Regions from separate parts of the Sus scrofa genome. Here regions 1 and 3 are each linked to region 2. The links are chromatin contacts, called in public HiChIP or PLAC-seq and promoter capture Hi-C maps. All regions are on one chromosome and are shown on one strand. Each heading gives the region's core, a stretch centred on a gene start, on an enhancer-like site or on the middle of the called end of the contact. The rest is flanking DNA. Distances are from core to core; before and after follow the strand shown. Region 1 holds the start of PPP1R2 (protein phosphatase inhibitor 2). Region 2 holds the start of XXYLT1 (xyloside xylosyltransferase 1). Region 3 overlaps XXYLT1 (xyloside xylosyltransferase 1).

The links. Promoter capture Hi-C pulls out the DNA fragments that hold promoters and counts their contacts. HiChIP or PLAC-seq counts read pairs in DNA pulled down with a chosen protein or histone mark.
Region 1: a contact with region 2 is called in a promoter capture Hi-C map of fetal skeletal muscle, with 4 times the contacts expected there. The contact joins the promoter of PPP1R2 here to the promoter of XXYLT1 in region 2. A contact is called at or near these places in 4 of 5 promoter capture datasets (fetal liver, fetal skeletal muscle, liver and 1 more), 2 of 47 Hi-C or Micro-C datasets (blood and skeletal muscle) and 2 of 2 datasets of contacts at active chromatin or transcription factors (alveolar macrophages and skeletal muscle).
Region 3: an H3K27ac HiChIP or PLAC-seq map of skeletal muscle shows a contact between it and region 2. The contact joins the enhancer-like site here to the promoter of XXYLT1 in region 2. A contact is called at or near these places in 17 of 47 Hi-C or Micro-C datasets (alveolar macrophages, brain, embryonic fibroblasts and 11 more) and 1 of 2 datasets of contacts at active chromatin or transcription factors (skeletal muscle).

What each region holds. Positions count from the first base shown.
Region 1 is chr13:132,488,124-132,490,823 of Sscrofa11.1, reverse strand. PPP1R2 (protein phosphatase inhibitor 2) reads left to right here and starts at 1,334. Exons shown (of 6, transcript XM_021070085.1): 1 at 1,334-2,256. The coding sequence starts at 2,135.
Region 2 is chr13:132,268,717-132,271,416 of Sscrofa11.1, reverse strand. XXYLT1 (xyloside xylosyltransferase 1) reads left to right here and starts at 1,431. Exons shown (of 4, transcript XM_021070076.1): 1 at 1,431-2,044. The coding sequence starts at 1,541.
Region 3 is chr13:132,108,749-132,111,529 of Sscrofa11.1, reverse strand. The region is part of intron 3 of XXYLT1 (xyloside xylosyltransferase 1); the gene reads left to right. Among named protein-coding and RNA genes, the nearest start is that of XXYLT1, 160 kb to the left of the region's middle. Within about 2 kb of position 1,284, at least 9 of the 83 cell types and tissues checked have an H3K27ac peak or open chromatin away from gene starts, as enhancers often do. A contact at or near this core is called in omental adipose tissue, retroperitoneal adipose tissue and skeletal muscle, where this site is marked.

The sequences.
Region 1 (2,700 bases), core at 85-2,584, 220 kb before region 2:
TAAAGCTGCCATCACAGAACCACACGTTGGGTGGTTTTAAACAATAGAAATGTAATGTCTCTCAGTCTGGAGACTAGCAGTCCAAGATCAAGGTGTCAGCAGGATTGGTTCCTTCTGAGAGCACTAAAGGAAGTCTTTTCCATGCTTTTGCCACCTTTGGCTAGCCCCAGGTGGCCCTTGGCTTGTAGATGCATCACCCCAATCCTCTGTCTTCACATGGCCTTCTTCCTATAGGGACATCAGTCATTTTAGATTAGGGGCCCACCTTACTCCAGTACAGCCTCATCTTAACCAATTAGATCTCCATGGAGTACCCTTTGTGGCTCAGTGGAAATGAATATGACTAGTACCCATGAGGATGCAGGTTTGATCCCTGACCTTGCTCAGAGGGTTAAGGATCTGGCATTGCAGTGAGCTATGGTAGAGGTCGCAGACACAGCTTGGATCCCGTGTGGCTGTGGCTGTGGCGTAGGCCAGCAGTTGCATCTCCTATTCAGCCCCTAGCCTGGGAACTTCCACATGCCATGGATGTGGCCCTAAAAAGACCAGAAAAAAAAAAAAAATATATATATATACATTGACACTATTTCTAAACAAGTTTACATTCTGAGGTACTGAGTGTCAGAGATTTAACATAGCTTAATTTTAGGGAGACATGATGCAACCCATAACAGAAGGCGACTTGCTTAAATCTCTGAGACCTCCACATTTCCCACCTGTACAACTTCAGTGTGAGTGCTGCATGCAGAGAGCCTGGGTGGCTGGAGTAAACACCCCCTCCCCCCGACCCCAGCTTGACTTTAGATACAGCCTAGTTCTGAGATTGTTCCCAGAGCTTCAAATTCCTGTCCTTTTCAAGAATCCACTTCTCCTTACTAGAGCCACAGCACCCGCAACCAGGAAACCAACACATCCTGACACCCTAGAGCCTGAGGTCTCTTCGCTTTCATCAAAGTCTTCCCTGGTATCTTTCATTCACACTCAGGCAGAGAGAACTTGGGGAGAGTGTGTGCCAGAGAGTTGTTGCCTCTGCCCTCTTTTTCCTCATTTGGGACTCATCTTATTAAGAGCTAGATAGTTCCTAAGGCTTCTGGCCTATTTCAGCCAGTGTTAGACAGCTGGTTATGCTACAAAGAGTTCCCAAGATGTGGGGGGAGACAGGTTATAAACCACAATTCTAGGAATTCCTGCCATAGATACCTTCCATGGGATTACCAACAAAGAGGGAGAAGGTGGTAAAATGGGGAAATATCAGACTAGAAGAAGTTTCAAGTTCTATGACGACACTTTAAAGATAGGTTGTGTGACAGCAGTGGTCAGGTCACTTCCTCTATCCTTCAGCTTTTCCAATGGTAAGAAGAAGTTGGATTATTTCAAAGCTGATGTTCTATGACTTCACAAAAGTCAATACGATCTCACAATACGTCTCTAAGGACCAATCCAATGCTGATATTTCATGAGTTTATAATGGAGGGTTCAGTTTTTTATGCTAGTTAAACGGAAAGAAACTCCATTTCTCTCAAAGTCAATATTTTGGGAGAATGATGTCACTTTCGAGCCTCAATTTTCAGATCTATAAAATACAGAAATAAAACAATATGAACCTCATGAACTGGTGGGAGCGAGGGAGCTTCAGAGAGATGCACAACTCTGTAACGACTCACGCCAGAAACCTCTCCAAGGTTCTTTGAAACAGCTCCTGGGTTCAACTCCGCGGAAGGGGCGAGCCCACCCAGCAGACCAGAGAGGGCGGGGCGAGGAGGTTGGCATTGTTCTGGCCCCGCCCCCGCCCCGCCCTAGATATCGCGAGAGGGCGGGCCCGCTTGGCTTCGGCGTCGGCGTCGCTCCGGCGCTGTGGCGCTAGGCCGCCTTCATTCCGCGGGCCACGGATAAAGTGCCGGTGGACAAGGGCGCGCGAAGGGCCGCCAGCCACGCGGGGTCGGCGAGACGCCTGAGCGTCCGAGTCGTGTCGTGACAACGATTCTGGTGGGTGTCTCCGCGACAGCAGGTGCAGCCGCTTCAGCCCCAAGCGGGCTCGGCGGCTGCCTGGCGAGTCTCTGCTCGCGCCCAGCCTTTTCCTTCCTGGACCCAACGCTAAGCAGCGACGCTGAGCCGACCGCCGGAGCGGCGGGCAATGGCGGCCTCGACGGCCTCGCACCGGCCCATCAAGGGGATCTTGAAGAACAAGAGTTCTACGACTTCCTCTATGGTGGCCTCGGCCGAACAGCCCGGCAGGAGTGTTGACGAAGAGCTGAGGTGAGAGCCGCGAGGGACGGCCGCTGGTCGTCCGGGGCAGCCTGGGAAACCCCTCCTTCCCGGCCCGGGCGGCCTCGCCCTCCCCCTGCTGCCGTTGCCGACCCGCAGACCGACCCCGGACCTAGAGTTCGAGTGCGGGCCGGCAGGCGGGGCGGCCCCGTAGGTACGGCCCCGGCGCTGCTCGGGTCTCCCTCCGCCGGCTGGGCAGATGGGTGGAGTGATTTTGAAGTAGGCAGGAGTTGTGGCATTTACTGGGTTTTTCTTTCTCTTTTTTAAAGTATGGACCCATATATAATATTTTTAAAACGTATGTCATGATCTTTGAGCTTTTGGAAACTGGGAATATTAAAGAATCAAACGGAAATTTCAAAGCTTCACCTGTTAGGCATTTATTATTTCTTCACCTCCTAATCGAGTGTCTGAAAGTCCTCAGTAATCAAAAAG
Region 2 (2,700 bases), core at 182-2,681:
ACTTGGGTAAGGATCCTGGCTCCATTATTTGTTAGTCAACTACATTTGGGGAGTTAGTTTCTCTAAATCTCATGTTCCTCAATTGTCAAGTGCAAATAACACTGCTTCTTAATGTTGTGAGGATTAAATGAACTAAAGTAAAACCCTGTTATTCAAGCAAGTTCACTCTGCTATTGCGGTCCCCACTCTGCCCCGCAAGGTGAGTAGTATGTTGAGTTTGTTGCCAAGACTGCTTCGGAAGTCCAGTATTATTCAGATAAATGTTGCTCCAGTTGAAAAGAACAAGAGTTAAAAATGAGATGAATTGTGTTCTGGGAACCCAGTTGAGAAATAATGGGATGTTACAATAAATGGGCGGAGGGAATTTGTGTGTGCCTGTGTTTTCACCTGCACCTCTTTCAAGCATGCAGACCCTTGTGCATGTTTACTTATGTAGTTGGCAGTGTCCAACTATACTGTCAAAACTGCCACTGTGTGACCTTGGACGAGTGACCTCAGCTGTGCCTCAGTTAGGAATTTCCTGGAGTTCCTGTTGTGGTTCAGTGGGTTAAGGACTTGATGTTGTTTCTGTGAGGATGCAGGTTTGATCTCTGGTCTTGCTCAGTGGGTTAAGGATCCCACCTTCCTGCAAGCTGTGGTCACTGCTGTGCTGCTGTTTCCATCTCTGGCCCCAGAGCTTCCACATGCTACAGGTGTAGCCAAAAGGAAAAAGAATTTGCAAAATTACCTGTTACATATTAAGTCTTTTTTAAAATGTTTAAGTTTTTGTTTTGTGTTTTGTGTGTGTGTGTGTGTGTGTGTGTGTGTGTGTGTGTGTGTGTGTGTGTTTAAGGAGTATCACGATCTTTGGTATTACTCCCCTTCAGAGCTCTGGGCTCCTCTAAATTTTGGGCATTTGGGCCCCCCTGGTGGCCACACCTTTAAATTGCTTCCAGTGGGCCTCAGAGTTGCAAGTGAGGTGGGCAGGCGATTTACACCTTGGTTGTCATTCCACCTTCACTGAGAATGGGGAAGGAGTGGCCAGTGTAAATTCTTTAGCCCCAGCTAAACTCCAAGGTGTGAAAGGAGTCAGAGAGAGGACTTGAGGCCTTCAAGAAATTAGAGGAATAACGGTATAAGAGAAAAATGTTTTTTGCCCAATTTAGTCTTTTGAGTAGCCGAGGGCTTAGCTTTGGTTTCTAGCGTCTGGGGCTGGGCACTTAAGAGGGCCATTTTTCACAGACGGTATAGCCAGCTGGCCTCTCTGTCTTGGTCCTCACCAGATCCTCTGACCACCTGGGGGATGGGGGTCGGGGGTCGGGAGTGAATCCCGTGAACTCGCGGCACATCTCGGCTGTAATCCTTCCGAGCCTAGGACCCAGCGGCTGCAGGACAGCCCTGGCCCCGCCTCTCGAGCATCAGCGCTCGTGGATTGGCCCTCGGCAGCAAGGCTCCGCCCCCGCCATGGCTGCCGCCCGCCGACTGAGCTACTAAGTGGCTGCCGGGGTATTGGTCTCCGCTGCAGTTTCCCGGCTGCTCTGTGTCGGCGGGCTGGTGGCGCATGGGTCTCCTCCGAGGCGTGCCCCCATGCGCTCGGGCCATGGCACGCCTGGGCGCTGTGCGCTCCCACTATTGTGCGCTGCTCCTGGCCGCGGCGCTTGCGGTCTGTGCCTTTTACTACCTCGGCTCCGGCCGGGAGACCTTCTCCAGCGCCACCAAGAGGCTGAAGGAGGCCCGCGCCGGGGCCCCAGCCGTGCCCTCGCCGCCGGTGCTGGAGGTGGCGCGGGGCTCCGTGGCGCCAGCCCTGGGTGCTAAGGCCAAGAGCCTGGAGAGCGGCGGGGCTGGGCCGGTGGACTACCACCTGCTGATGATGTTCACCAAGGCGGAACACAATGCCGCGCTGCAGGCCAAGGCTCGCATCGCGCTCCGCTCCCTGCTGCGCCTTGCTAAGTTCGAGGCGAATGAGGTGCTTAACCTGCACTTCGTGAGCGAGGAGGCCAGCCGCGAGGTGGCCAAGGCCCTGCTGCGAGAGCTGCTGCCGCCCGCCGCCGGCTTCAAGTGCAAGGTGAGCAGGGGCCTCAGCTGGAGGCTCCGGGCGGGTGGCTCTGTCAGTGCGCGCGCCCCACCAGGCTCAGGGGGTCGGGAGGGAGGCGACTTCGCTGCGCTGCCTACTGTCAACGCCAACTCGCACCCTCTCCCCGAAGTGGACTGGAGGCATCGTCGGGGGCGTGTCCGGGTGGGTGCCTCGGCGTTAGCTGACTACCCTGACCTGGTATCCCCCTTTAACTGTGGCCCCCTTGAGAATCGGCACGCCCCTTCCTTACTAGCGTTGCAGGGTTCACTGGTGAGTGCCTTCCAGTCTGCCCCTCTTTTTAATCTCCTCCAGTCTTTGGCTTTTGAGGATGGAACAGGTCATTTGAAGCACCAGTATTCTTCTGCTGCAGAATCTGATAGACAGGGTCGTAGGCCTCTTGAATTCTTGAAGTTACAGTGGCATTTCTCATAGCTCCAAGGTATCTCAGTCGGAACTGGTCAAGCTCCAGTGTGAACCACCTCATCTCCTTTATGTGTCCCTTCTCCCCCACCCTCTAGGGTCATGAGCTCATTTAGAGAAGCAGAGGGTTCTTCCCAGGGAGGAAGAGAACGCTCCAGGAGGTACAGATAAGATCTGGGGAGAGCAGGGCAGAGCTAGTCATTGGACCAACCTGCCTCCTCATCCTC
Region 3 (2,781 bases), core at 35-2,534, 160 kb after region 2:
TCCCTCCAGGGGGAGCACGGGGACAGTGCTGGGGGCGCCCCCCCCAACCCCGGCCCAGACCCTCCTGCCCGCCTTTCCCTCCTTCAGCCAGAAACCCTCAGCCTTGTTGTTTCAACTGCACAGCGCAGGTTACCAGCTATTGTTCTTGGAAGCTTTTCTGTGATCTTAGGACCTTTGAGAAAAGAACAAACAGCTACAAAAACACAGGGTAGTTAAAAAATGTTTGCGATTTTTGTGCTGCATGGAACAAAAGAGGCATTCAGGAGACTCAGCATTGTTCCGGGGGAGCGGGACGGCCCCCTTCTCCCTTGGGAGCATCCCACTGCCAGCTGTGGAATGTCTTAGACCGTAGTCTCGCGGTGTTGGGCTTCTCCTCCATACGGGGTCTGGCCTGGGGTCGCTCTTGCACTTGGAATCACCTTTAATGCTCACTCGGTTTCCATCTAATGCAGTCTTTCCTCTCATTGGGAAAAGTGGCTCCATATTATCACCCAGTCGGTCCCCTTAGTTTCGTACTAGTTACCAGCTACCCCGTCTCTTTCTGAATGCCTTCGACAGCCTATCCTCAGCAGGGATAATAAAGTCATATTTATTTATATAGCAACACAGTGTACATAGTAATTTCCTTTATTGTTTCATTATACAGGAATCACCTCTATTTTATCAAAGGTAGAATTGAGGTTCGAAGCAGGGATATTGCTCAGCTAGTAACTAGCGGAGCCCGATGAACGCAGTGCTCTTAGAACCCTACTAAGATGCCGCCTTCAAGAAACTAAATTTGGAAGGCCTATGGCCTCCGCTTCCTGGGGAATCCTAAAACACTGTGGACCCACTGTTGTCTTTGAGGCTCTCAAACCCTGGGCCCAGGACTCTCTCATTCTGAGCTGGTGCATTTCCCCCATGGCGGCCCAGGGACCCCCAGCCCTGCAGCAGGGGGCTGTAAGGAGCCAAGGTGCTCCTGGGCCTTCTCCGGGGCCACACGCTTTAATCACCTCTTCCTGTGCCTCCTGCTGCTTCCACGCCTGGTTTAATCTGCGCAGCCTTCCCTGTGTAAGTCAAGGCCAGACGAGCTCAGCAGGGGGCATCTGGGGCTGAGCGTGGACACCGCCATTTGGACGTGGAGGGTCTTTGCCTGCATCCTCTCCAAATCCCCAGGCTTCTCTGGAAGAGTAACGGCTTGACCTGCCATCAGGAAATTCCTGAGACGCATACTCAACACCAGTCTGAGGAACTGGGGCTGTTTAGTCAAGATAAGAGAGAGCCCGTGGGGGCACGATCCCTGTCTTCATGTCAGAGGAAATACGCTTGTTCCTTGTGGCTCCAGGGGGCAGGGCTTTGAGCAGAGAGTGGATGCTTGGATGCGGTGAGGTTCAGCACCATGTGAAAAAGACCTCACTACTCGGAGTTTTCAGAAAGAAAAAAAAAAAAAAAGAGAGTATGTGATCCGGGGCAGCGTGCATTTTCTCTCCCTGGAAATTCCTGTTCCTCTGAGGAGGAGGCTATGACGTGGGCTTCAGGGAACGGCAGCTCCAGCCCTAAGTGGTGAATGAGATAACCATTTCCCTTTACACCTATTGGCCTGTGATGGCACCGTCCACGGTGTCCTTTAGAACCAAGCTGCCCTCAAGGACCAAGTCGACCCAGGACAGGGCTCTGGAGGCACTCCAATGGCTGAAGAGGATCAGGGACAAAGGAGGCCACCGACCTCTCTCCCTATGAGGGACCCGTGCTTTTGGTCTTAGCCTTATTTCTCTGGGTGCGGAGCGGGTGGTGGGGGCGGTAGCGGTGGTGGTGACCACAAGGGCCTATGAGTGGTTTCTATAGAGACGATGAGCTGAGTTGGCGCACGGCTGGGCTGTCCTGATTGCTGGCTCTCCTGGTGGGGTCTTGAGAGAGGAGAGGATATGTTACAGCTCATTTCCACATTCTCACCTTGCAGACCGTGGGAGAAGTTTGCTGGAAAGAGCAGCGTGGCGGAAGGGCGGGGCTGCCCTTCCAGCAGCCTTGTGAGTTGGAAGTATGGATGGAGGGGGGCAAGGACTCCCCAGATTGTGACCTTTTCATGATTCATCATTCTTCAGTGCAGGAACGTGTGTGTGTGTGTGTGTGTGTGTGTGTGTGTGTGTGTGTGTGTGTGTGAGAGAGAGAGACAGAGAGAGAGAGAGAGCGTGAGAGAGACAAACACACGTGGACAGACAGACGGACAGAGGAGAGATGCTCCAGTTTTGTTTTCTCTGTTCCCTTTGTCTCCCTGTCTGAGCTCCACACCAAATAACTCATTTTATTTTATTTTTATTTCCCCAATACATTCTTTTTTTTCCTAATGTTCAGCATGGCGACCCAGTTACACATACATGTATACATTGTTTTTTCTCACATTTATCATGCTCCATCATAAGTGACCAGACATAGCTCTCAGTGCTGCACAGCAGGATCTCATTGCTCATCCATTCCAAAGGCAATAATCTGCGTCTATTAACCCCAAGCTCCCAATCCACCCCACTCCCTCCCCTTCCCCCTTGGCAACCACAGAATCTTTCCAGACTTTTACCTATGCTTATCAAAATTATATAGTTACACACACCAACACATATGTGTTAAGATTTTTTTAAGTAATTGTTTTCTAAAAATGGGATATTAATCACAGTCACTGCACACTGCTTTTCTTATTCATCAGTACTTTATAGAAAATCCCTCCAAGCCAGCTGGTATACCACTTACTTCATTTTTTTATTCTTTAGAGCGGATGGTCTTTATTTTATTAAACCATTCTTATGTTGA